Regions from separate parts of the Anas platyrhynchos genome. Here region 2 is linked to region 1. The links are chromatin contacts, called in public Hi-C maps. All regions are on one chromosome and are shown on one strand. The core of a region is the stretch at or near the end of the contact, and the rest is flanking DNA. Distances in the headings are between cores, read along the strand shown.

What was found. Hi-C and Micro-C count contacts between places; a contact is called where the count stands out from the background.
Region 2: a Hi-C map of skeletal muscle shows a contact between it and region 1, with 5 times the contacts expected there. The contact joins two enhancer-like sites. A contact is called at or near these places in 3 of 8 Hi-C or Micro-C datasets (liver, skeletal muscle and subcutaneous adipose tissue).

What each region holds. Positions count from the first base shown.
Region 1 is chr1:1,487,158-1,492,523 of IASCAAS_PekinDuck_T2T, forward strand. NRF1 (nuclear respiratory factor 1) reads left to right here. Exons shown (of 13, transcript XM_072038291.1): 7 at 413-610; 8 at 2,223-2,324; 9 at 4,627-4,784. Among named protein-coding and RNA genes, the nearest start is that of NRF1, 26 kb to the left of the region's middle. Within about 2 kb of position 3,209, at least 2 of the 8 cell types and tissues checked have an H3K27ac peak or open chromatin away from gene starts, as enhancers often do.
Region 2 is chr1:1,526,238-1,531,603 of IASCAAS_PekinDuck_T2T, forward strand. UBE2H (ubiquitin conjugating enzyme E2 H) reads right to left here. Exons shown (of 7, transcript XM_027461640.3): 7 at 5,135-5,366. Among named protein-coding and RNA genes, the nearest start is that of UBE2H, 45 kb to the right of the region's middle. Within about 2 kb of position 2,749, at least 1 of the 8 cell types and tissues checked has an H3K27ac peak or open chromatin away from gene starts, as enhancers often do.

The DNA of each region.
Region 1 (5,366 bases), core at 1,959-4,458:
CAGCGCTGATGCAGATCTGGTTGGGTGGGGAGGGATGTTTGGGGGCTGGAAATGGCTCCGTGTCATCAAATGGCGCTGTGTCCTCAGTCCTTTCAAGGTGGAGGTGATTTTCTGTGTGTTGGCCTCAATTCCTTAAGATTCCTTGAAAGGCAGAGAAACATTTGATTGAGAAATATACCCTTCCCCTTAGTCAAGTGTGCTTGTTCTGTGTCCATGCACAGAAATTCAGTGGTTCTTAGGGTAGTTTTTAAGTCCTGGGGATGGAGGGATTAGGTACTGGGGGCATTTTTGTTTGAGGATTTATTGAAAAGCACCCAGATGAGGTAAGCATGCAAATCACAGCTGTAGCAGCATTGAAATGATTCAGGAAGGTTTTTACACGCTCTCAACTCCTTCCTGATTCTCCTGGCAGGTGTCGTGGACCCAGGCGTTGCGGACTATCGTGAAGAACTGCTACAAGCAGCACGGCCGTGAGGACCTGCTCTACGCCTTCGAGGACCAGCAGACGCAGCAGCAGACCACGACCACGCACAGCATCGCGCACCTGGTGCCCTCACAGACAGTGGTACAAACCTTCAGCAACCCCGATGGCACCGTGTCCCTCATCCAGGTGAGCAAAGCCCTCCAGCATTCCCAGCACGGCTGGCTCAGGATCAACTCGCATGCCTCTAGGAGGTGGTTCAGAGCAAACTACTCCTTTTGGTAGCTTGCCTTGTCCATCAGGAATTCTCTTTATCAATCTCTTCTCATTAAGCCAGCGCTCATGCTCAAAGGAGAAGTCCCATCCTCTCTCTCCCCTGCTGTGAGAATCATCTCAATTTTCTTCAGACAGGATATTCTGTGAAGTTATTTTATTCTCAATTGCAATGGTGGGCATTCTGCCAATCAGGAGCACATTTTAGTAAATAAATCATAACCTTTTATTCCCTATTACCTGATGCCTGGCTGAGTACTGCAGGTTCACAAGCTAGTTGATGCTCCTCTATACCAGATATGTACAATTTTTCTTCTTTTCAACCCTTTACTTTCTCCTTTCTTATGTTTTGAGAACTTGGGATCTTTGTTTTACTGTTCTCACACTGCTCAGCCTGTTTTTCTCGAGATTCTACCTTATTTTGGAACAGTGAGGCCCTTCTACTGTCCACTTATCTACTTAGCACTTCTTATTATGACTACACAACTACCTTGGAATACAGAGAAGTAATTCTCTACTGCAAAAACACAACTTTGTTGCTTGCACCTGCTCCTGTCCCTGTTCCCAAACAGAGACACGGCTCACGTGGCCACACAGAACCAGTGGTGGCCACGGGATGAAGTGACAGGAGGAAATGTGATGGGACTGCCTTTCTTTAATGGCATGAAATCTGTCTTAATCCATGGCATTAGGTGCTTCTGCATCCCCTGCTCTTACACCTGAAGCGTGGAAGATATAAATACAGTAATTCTTAAGCTGCCCCCTGAGGGAAGGATGTTTGTCAGACTGCTTTAGGGGATTCAGAGCAGAAGTTGCTGCTGCTCTATTCCCTTCTCCATGTGGGGCGGCAGCTTCTGGCAGCTCAGGACGTGGACTTTATTTTTGTTTTGCTTTTGTTTTCTTGTTTGCTTTTCAAATGAAAGCTTTTCAGTGAATTGGCCCAGCCTTCTGCTCCCCCAAGGCCCAGTAGAGCTGCCAAGCTGGCTGTTTGCTCACCTGCTAACAGACGTTTTCCTTTTGATAGTGTTCTCCTAGGTGCCCAGCACCTGAGATCCCATCGACTTTCTAGCACCTACAGGTTTAATTCTGCTTAGAAACAAGGCTGCACATCTCCCAGATTTTGCCTTTTTTTTTTTTAACACGACATCCACGGGGTGGGAGAAGCGTGTTGGTTCCACCTGTGCACCCTGCTCACACCTGGAAAAGGGAGTGGTATCCTGCAGCTGTTCTTTACAAGGCTAGGAAAATAGGGTCTGTGGTTAGAGGACAGCACAAGGGCTGTGCAAAGCTTGCTTCTGGGCCCCGTCCCCACTCTGGAAGCTGCTGCAGGCTGACACTGCTTCAACATGTTATTTTTTCCCCTTGGAGACAGCTCAGGATTTTCCATGAGCTCTGCCCACTACTATTATTCTCTGTAGATGCCATGCCTTGTAACCTGAGAGCGTTTGACTGTCGCTTTGTCTGAATGATATGGATGTTTCCCTGCAATAAAAAAACGTCTTCAGCTGCGTCTTTTTGGCTCCTGCAGGTTGGCACCGGTGCTACAGTTGCCACGCTGGCTGATGCCTCCGAGTTGCCTACCACGGTCACCGTCGCACAAGTCAATTACTCCGCAGTGACTGACGGAGAGGTAAGGGTTTTTGACAAAGAATTTGACAAATTTGTCACAGTTAAGTCACAAAAAAACACCAACCCTGCGGTGTTCATGGTTAAAATATACGAAACTATATGAAATTTCACATACAAAGTGCTGAGCTGTTGTTGTTTTGACTCAGGAGCACACAAACAATTATGGCAGAAGCCTCAGTGCTGAATTTCATCCGGTTTTAATGTCCTGTACATTAATTCTGGGAGATCTGCTCTAGCAGATAGAGACTTAACTGCACAAATCCACGTTTCTGTATTTGTTTGGGATAATTGTTTCACGTGTGCTCCAGATCCTGAGCTTTGCCACTTCAGGGTTGGGGGTGACACCTGGGGTATCCTGAGCCTGTGGTTAGCAGAGGACATTGCATGGCTGTGGGCAAATGGTGTGGTTCTTCAGCTACTGATCTCTGGACAAAATGGGACTGTTCTTCTGCAGCTTTTAGAGAGGTTTGCCAGTGAATACCGGAGAGAGCTTCATAAATGCACGTTATATTTGAGACAGCATGAGGTACTGCAGAGCACAGTACCGTGCCATGTACTGTGAAAGCTTCTTCCAGTGCTCTAAAACTGGGCAAAACTCCTTCAGTTGAGGACTCCACCAGACCACTTCAGCCCTCAAATCTGACCTCTCAAACTTGCACACGTTTATTTTTTCCGCTTCTTTTTTAAATCATGTTAATAAAAGTTTAAAGACCACGAGGAAACTTTTTTTTTTTTTTAACTTCTTTTTCCCCCACTAACTCCCCTGTAAATCCCTGAGGCTGCAGGCAGCTTTCTGCCCCTTTGCTGCGTGCCAGGCTGCCTGGCTGCAGATGGTCTGTGCAGGAGCAGTGGGGTCTGGTCAGCTCTGTGCAAGGGAGGCTTTCAGGGCGACAGGTGGCAGCACAGAACAGTGTTGTTCTGCACAAGACCCTGCTTCCAGCTGGGAAGCAAAGGGAAGCAGCCTGGCTGTGACCTTGAGGTACTTTGAGGATTTTCAGAACCCTCTTTAGATGTCTCTTGACACCTGGAAGAAAAATTTTCAGAGGAACAAACAGAAATTAAGGGAGCACAGGCACCTAATTCCTTCTGTAAATTAAATGTTTAAGAGATATTTAATGAAATAAAGATACTAAAGTTTTTTTTTCATTGGTGAATGGCTGGGATTGCTGTGTGCAGCTGATCCACAGCCTGCTGGCAGCATCTCTAAGGATGTTTCTGCCTTGCTGTCATCCTGCGTGGAGATGTGAGTTAGCTCTGAGTAAGCAGAGGTGTTTATAGGATGCAGAGCAACACGGAGCAGGGATGCTTGCTACGATCTCAGCAGCCCAACTTTTGTGTTGGTGCAGAGAAGGGCCCGGACAATTCCTCCTCCCTTTCCAGGCCTTACTCCTTCCCTGTTTTGGAACAGCCTAGGCATTTTGCAGGGTGCTCATTCATCTGACTGCTGAATACCTGTATTTGCAGAATATATGGATGTTCTCCTGCTGCGTGGTGCTGGGAAGGAAGGGAACCTTTCCCTGCTCAGGCTTGCTTTGCTTTGATTTCAGCATGGCTAGGGAGCAGCACAAACTCAGTCCAACTCTCTTGAGATCCCTCCCATCTGCGACTTCTTCCTCTCGAGGCACTCAGACTCGGTTCCTTCTTGCCTAAAAGACTTTGCCTTCTCTTAACTCGGCTTCTTTTCACCTTGTCTCAATGTCCTGTCGCTGCTTCCTCCCTGCTTTGGATCCTTTTGCCCAGGTTCAGCTGTGGGCACAGGAGAGTGAAGCAGTTGTGGATGGCCATTTTCATTTATTAAGTGCATTACTGCAGCAAAACAAGTTCCAGTTGTGAGCTTTAGGTGAGCTTGAGCCAAGTCCAGCACAAATAAATCCTAAATGGGAATATGGTTCCCCAAAATGATGGGATGGGCGCAGACAAATGGAAACAGGGAGGCACGTGCAGCCCTTTTCCCTGTGGGATGGTGATCTGTGCTGAGCTTCCAGCACCACAGCAGTGTGGCTGCTTTAAAAAGTGCCTGGCAGGCAGTGATCTGACTGCTGTCCCATTTTCTGCTGGGCATGGCTGAATAAAAGGGGTTTGTGGGAGTGTGAGGTGCTTCACAGATGTTTGGGGGGGCACCTTCCACGTGCACGAGAACTAAAATTCTTGCTTGAAGGTTGAACGTGTGCAGAATAGCAGCTGTTTTCCCTGTCAGAGTCTCTGGGAGAGAGTCAGAGTACATGCAAAGTTCTCCAAAGACTTCTTGAAACTATCTGATTTCCTCGTTTCATGGGACCTTTCTTCTTTTTCTTCCTCCGTAGGTGGAGCAGAACTGGGCAACGCTACAGGGGGGCGAGATGACCATCCAGACGACGCAGGCATCGGAGGCCACGCAGGCAGTGGCATCGTTAGCAGAAGCAGCAGTGGCAGCATCTCAGGAGATGCAGCAAGGAGCGACTGTTACCATGGCACTCAACAGGTACGGGAGAGAGGAGAAGGCTAGAAGGCTGCACGCGGGTGCTTTCTTCTAGGTTTTCACTCTGATAGTAAAAAGACACTCTCTGCAGTCCCACAGAGGCTTTTTCTTAGCAAATTCCTAGTTCAACGTGCGTACAGGAGACTGCAGGATAGTTTTCAGTTTCCACTGTAACAGTAGGAGCACCCTGACATGGAAATTTCCTGAAAGGGGAAACGCTAGGTGGTAACTGTACCCCCTGAATGGTTTGGGTTCAGCAAGGGTCCGGTTACAGGGCTGAGCTTGCTGATAAGAGCCCTAACGTGCTGATAGTGCCTTTTGGTACGCTGGTCTGTGTATCCTTCAGAATTAGTAACAGTTCCTTGCTAAAAGGCCAAATTTCACCAGTTGTGTGCTGCCTCGGTCACTCATCAGAAAACAGAACGTTGTGCTCAGTGTGCCAACAGGTAAAGGTGGTAAAGTTCAGTTCTCTGCAGGTCCGTGCAGCAGGAAGCAGTCCTTGCTCAGCTCGGGGGAGCTGTTTAAGCTTTGCTTCGTGTTCTTAAGATCTGCAAGTGGCTGGGGCACACTGTGACTGCATCCCGA
Region 2 (5,366 bases), core at 1,499-3,998, 39 kb after region 1:
GCACCCCAAATGGTCCCCAGGTGCAAGGACGATCCCAAAAGAGCCCAGGATGGTCCCAAAAGACCCCAGGATGGTCCCAAAAGACCCCAGGATGGTCCTAAAAGACCCCAGAAAGGTCCCATCACCAAACCAAGGCCGAGCTTTTGCTGCACTCCCCACGCCCCCAAGCAGCTCCGTGCTGCAGGCACCACCCCAGAAAACGGCTCCGACACCCCAAAATTTGCGGGGCGCCGCCATGGGTAAGGTGTGGGTGCACTAAACCTTGGGGAACCGGGCACGTAGGACTCGTTGGGCTGCAAATCCCATCCACGGAAGGTCTCCGTGCCCTACTGAGCACCCTCTCCCCGCCACCGTCAATATTTCGGGGTCCAGCCGAAAATTTCTTCGAGGCCTCACCCCCTCCACGAACCGAGCGGAGCAAATGGCCCTGTTTAAAAATTGACAGCCCCTCGCTTCGCTCCTAACCCGAATATTTGATGCGGAGGAGCCTCCGGAAAGGGGCGGCGGGGGCCGGGTAGAGCCGCCCCGCTGGCGCTGAGGTTTTCGGGGCCGGGGCCGTGCCGGGGCCGGGTTTTTTTTCCAAGGCTCCTCGGCGGGCTCAGATGGGGATGGAAACGATAATGCAATATTGATGCGTCGGGATGAGGGAGAGCAACCCGAGTACATTAACTGCCCGGCCCTCCCCGGCACGTTTTTATGGCTGGCGGCGAGGTCGGGACTGGCAAAACCCCCTTGAGAGGCCAGCTTGGAAATGGGGTTGGATCTGGGTTGGGGGGTGAGGGGGGGGAGAAAAAGGTTGGGGATAATTTGGGGATTGTGAAGGGAGGGGATGGTTTGGTTGTTCTGGTTGGGGTTTGGTTGGGGTTGGACACCCTCAATGGGGTTTTGTGCCCCGCTGTTTGGGGTGGGTGAGGAGGTTGGGGTGAAGCTGCCGGGCTTGGGTTCCCCCAGGTTGGTTCCCAAGATGTGGGGTGGTCCCAAAAATCCCAGGATGATCCCAAAGAACCTGGGATGGTCCCAAAGAGCCCGGGATGGTCCCCAAAAGCCCGGGATGGTCCCCAAAAGCCCAGGATGGTCCCCAAGGACGGGAGATGCCTTGGGTGGTCCCCATGAGCCTGGCGAGGTCCCCAAGATCTGGGATGGTCCCTAAAGACCCGAAATAGTTCCCAGAGAAATTTGGGGGCACGGGAGAGGAGGAAAAAATCTCCCTTTGGGAACAGGAGCCGCAAACCAAGGAGCACGGGGGGGCCCTTGGTGGTAGATATGGGGCAGGACCCCCGACCACGGGGAGGAGGGCGACGTTTGCCAGCACATCGGGATTGGGGTCCCTACCCCAAACCCATCCCTGTCCCTCCCCGAGGGGTTCGGGAGGCGCAGGGGGGGCTCACGCCGTGGCGGGGGGGCCGGGCACAGCCGGAGCATCATGCATTAGTAATGGGCAGCGATCCGAGCCGCGGCGCTGACGGCATTTCTTCCAGCCGGGGGAACAATTCGGGGCCGTAACCGGAGCCGGCACGGGGCAGGAGGAGAGGGCTCAGGTGTCCCCCATAGCCCTTGGGGTCACCTGTCTCCGTGCCCGCTCCGAGCCGCACGTCCCCGTCCCCACAGATAGGGATGGGGTCCTTTGGGTTCACCGATCCAGCCTGGAAAAGGGGATGGGGGAAGATTTGGGGTCCCCCTGGGAGCTGTGGGGTCCCAGCCACCCGTTGGGACACGGGGGTTAAATGTGGAGCAGGGGGGACATCCCGCTCGCCCCCCATGGGGGGGCTTTGGGAAGGCACCCAAAACCCCATGGAGATGGCACCTAAAACCCCATGAAGAAGGCACCCAAAGCCTCATGGAGAAGGCACCCAAGGCCCTATGGGGAAGGCACCCAAAACCCCATGGAGAAGGAACCCAAAGCCCTTTGGGGAAGAAACCCAAAACCCAATGGAGATGGCACCCAAACCCCCATGGAGATGGCACCCAAAACCCCATGAAGAAGGCACCCAAAGCCCCATGGGGAAGGCACCCAAAACCCCACGGAGATGGCACCCAGAGCCCTGTGGGAAAGGCACCCAAAACCCCATGGGAAAGACACCCAAAACCCCATGAAGAAGGAACCCAAAGCCCTTCCCTTTGGGGAAGAAACCCAAAATCTGATGGAGATGGCACCAAAAGCCCCATGAAGAAGGCACCCAAAGCCTCATGGAGATGGCACCCAAAACCCCACGGGGCAGGCACCCAGAGACTTTAAGGGCTGGCACCCAAAGCTCCATGGGGGAAAAACCCCAAAGCCCCATGGAGCCGGCACCCGGAGCCCCACAGAGAAGGCATCCAGAACCTTTCAGGGCTGGCACAAAAGCCCCATGAGATGGCTCCTGGGGGCACCAAGCAGCACCCACCCCTCTCTGCGTGTCCCCAAAGTCCCCAACCCCGGCCACGCCGTGCCCCAAACCCATTGAGCTCGGTGGGGTGGGAGGGGGACACGGAGGCGCACCAGTTGCGCGCGTACTGGGCAGAGTGGGAGGCTACTGGTGGGGCTCGGGGGCCACCTGCTGGGCAGAAGGGACAGCGCCACCCCCAGCTGGCCCTAAAAAAAAAACTGAATTGGGCAAAAAGAGGGGCGCAAAAAGCTGTGCCCCATGCCCTACTCCCTCCCCAAGGCTGGTGGTGGCCCCAGGACGGGGTGTCACCCCCCCCCAGCACCCAGTGTCACCCAAGGGTGCCAGGCTGGTTGCTGGCAGCAGGTGGCACCCTGCCACCAGCCAGGAGGGTGACATCCCTGTCCTGTCCCCCCAAAATGTCACCTGTGGGGACCCCAAATCCCATGGGCGTTAATTACCCTGCGCCCCAGTGCCCAGAATTGGGGTGCGCTCAAGACCTGGCACAGCCCAGCCCCATTTTTGGGTGTCCCCCCCCCATCAGACGGAGCTTTCAGGGTGCTGGGACTCCCCCAGCGCCCAAATCCATGGCACAAGCAGGTGACCAGGAGCAGGGGGGCTCTCCCAGTATCCCCAGTAAGGCACTGGGAGAGCCCCGAGCTCTGCTCCCAGCCCCAATTTGGCTGCAAAATCTCCAAAAAACAACATCAAATCCCCCAGGACACGGCAGGAGGAGCTGTGGGGGCTGAAGCAGGAGGCAGGCTCCGAGGTATAGACATTATTTTTTTATTTAAAAAAAAAAAAAAAAAGAAATAAAAGTTTACAGTTCTTTCATTATACACAACTCGGGGAGAGGTTATAGGCGGAGAGGAGGAGGCGGTGGGGCCGGGCGGCGACGTGCCCACTACATCACGACGCAAGGGGGGAAAAACAAAAAGGGGAAGGAACCCCCCCCCAAAAAAAAGGAAAAAAAGGAAAAAAAAAAAAAAAAGAAAAAAAAAAAGGAAAAAAAAAAAAAGGGAAAAAAAGGAAAAAAAAAGGAAAAAAAAAGGGAAAAAAAAAAGAAAATAAAGGAAAAAAAAAGGAAAAAAAAAGGAAAATAAAGGAAAAAAAGGAAAAAGGGGAAAAAAAAAGGAAAAAAAAAAGGAAAAAAAAGGGAAAAAAAAAGGGAAAAAAAAGGAAAAAAAAGGGGAAAAAAAAGGAAAAAAAGGGAAAAAAAGAAAGAAAACCAAACCCTTTGACTCGAATGAATTGCAAAACACCCCGATCTCTTCAAGTATCACACGGGCAGTAAGACCATGGCCAGTTCTCAAACACCCCTGCTTAAAGTGCCAGCGGGACTGGGACAGGTCAAAAAGAAGCAAAAAGAAGAGAAAACGGTCAAACACCTCCCGCCCTGCCCCGCCATCCCACCCCCATTGGGGTCTGCTCGTCCCAGCCAGGCTGTGGGGTCTCGGGATGGTCGCAAAGGGGCTTTGTGGGCTCCATCTGTGGGGTCAGACGTTTGGGGATTGGGATGGGGACCACGGCCTCGGTGCCACCAAGGGGTCCCCAAGGAGCTGGGTGGGGTGGTTGGTGCACCAAGAGGCGAGGCAGGTTTTGGGGTTGCATAAAAAAAACCCTAAAGAACAAAGGGGATATGGGTTTGGGGACCCAGGGACGAGCCTGGGGCTGAGGGGGGGCTGAGCAGCTCCCGTCCCCACAGCAGAGGGCAAGGTGGCAGCAATCTTGTTTTAATTATTCATGAAATAACCCAAAAAAAGCTCAAACTGACCCAAAGAAGAGCTGCAGGAGGGCTCCACCTTTTCCTTCCGGACCACGCAGAGGGTTTTATTTACAAACTACTTCTTTCGGGAGGAGGAGGAGGAAGACTCGGAAACCAAAAGGTGAAAAAATGACATAAAATGAAGGGAAAAAAACAAAAAAAAAATAAGAGTGGTGCAAGGAGGCCACAAGCAGGCGGCCCCGACCCTTTTCCAGCTCATCCCCTAAAAGCATCTTGCCCTAAAAGCATCGTGCAGCAAGGGCAGGGTGCCAGGGTGGTGATTTTGGGCACAGCTCAGCCCCGGTCAGGGGCATTTTCCAAGAAAAAAACAGCTCTAGAGCCCCCCATCCAGCATCCACGAGCCCTGCTGCGTCCTCACCCCGTTATTTTAGGGGCGCCTTCTTTAGGATCGCGCTCATCCCCTAAAAGGAGAGGGGAAGGGGCGAGCTCGATGCCTCGAATCTGACCTGGAAGGGGACAAGAAAAGGTTACCTGCAAAGGAAGGGGGAGGAGGTTAATCAGAACACTATTTTTTTTTTTTTTTTAATACAATATTGAAAAAATACAAATTTTTTATTGTGTTTTTTTTTTTTTTTTTCTCCTTTTTAAACCGAAATCACCACCCAGCACTCGCTCTACTCCTACGTAGCACCTAGAGGAGAGGTCACAGCACAAGCAGACGGCAGGGGTGGGCAGGGAAGCGAGGTAAAAACGGTGCCAGCCCCCCGTGCCCCCCCCTTTTCCCCAAAAAAATGAGAAAAAACAGCGTGCTAGATAAGAGTTAAGTACACCTTTACATGATAAATAGTTAAAAATTACCCTTCCAACAAGCCACAAATGCTAGATAGAGAACTTCAGCACAGTCACTAGCCACAGCCCTACATTACTGCTTCAAAACAGAAAAAAAAAATTAAAAAAAAGGGGTGCGGAGGGGAAAAGGGGAGGAAAACCCTTTAAAACCCTTTAAAACCCTTTGCTTCATGCCCGTAATTAACATAAAGGAAACTCTTTGTATATTTTTATTAAGGAAAATCATGCTAAAGCAAAATGGTACGAGGTTTTTTTCTTTTTTTTTCTTTTTCTCCGAAACGACGACGAAAAAAAATTGATTGTGCTTTATGAATGAGAGGATTGTAACCTTCCAACCCCGCTGACTCAAAGCTCGGTGGCGTTCCTAAAGGCAAAAAAAAAACAAAAAAAAAAACCCAACAACTTCTGGGAAAAGGAAAAACATCCCA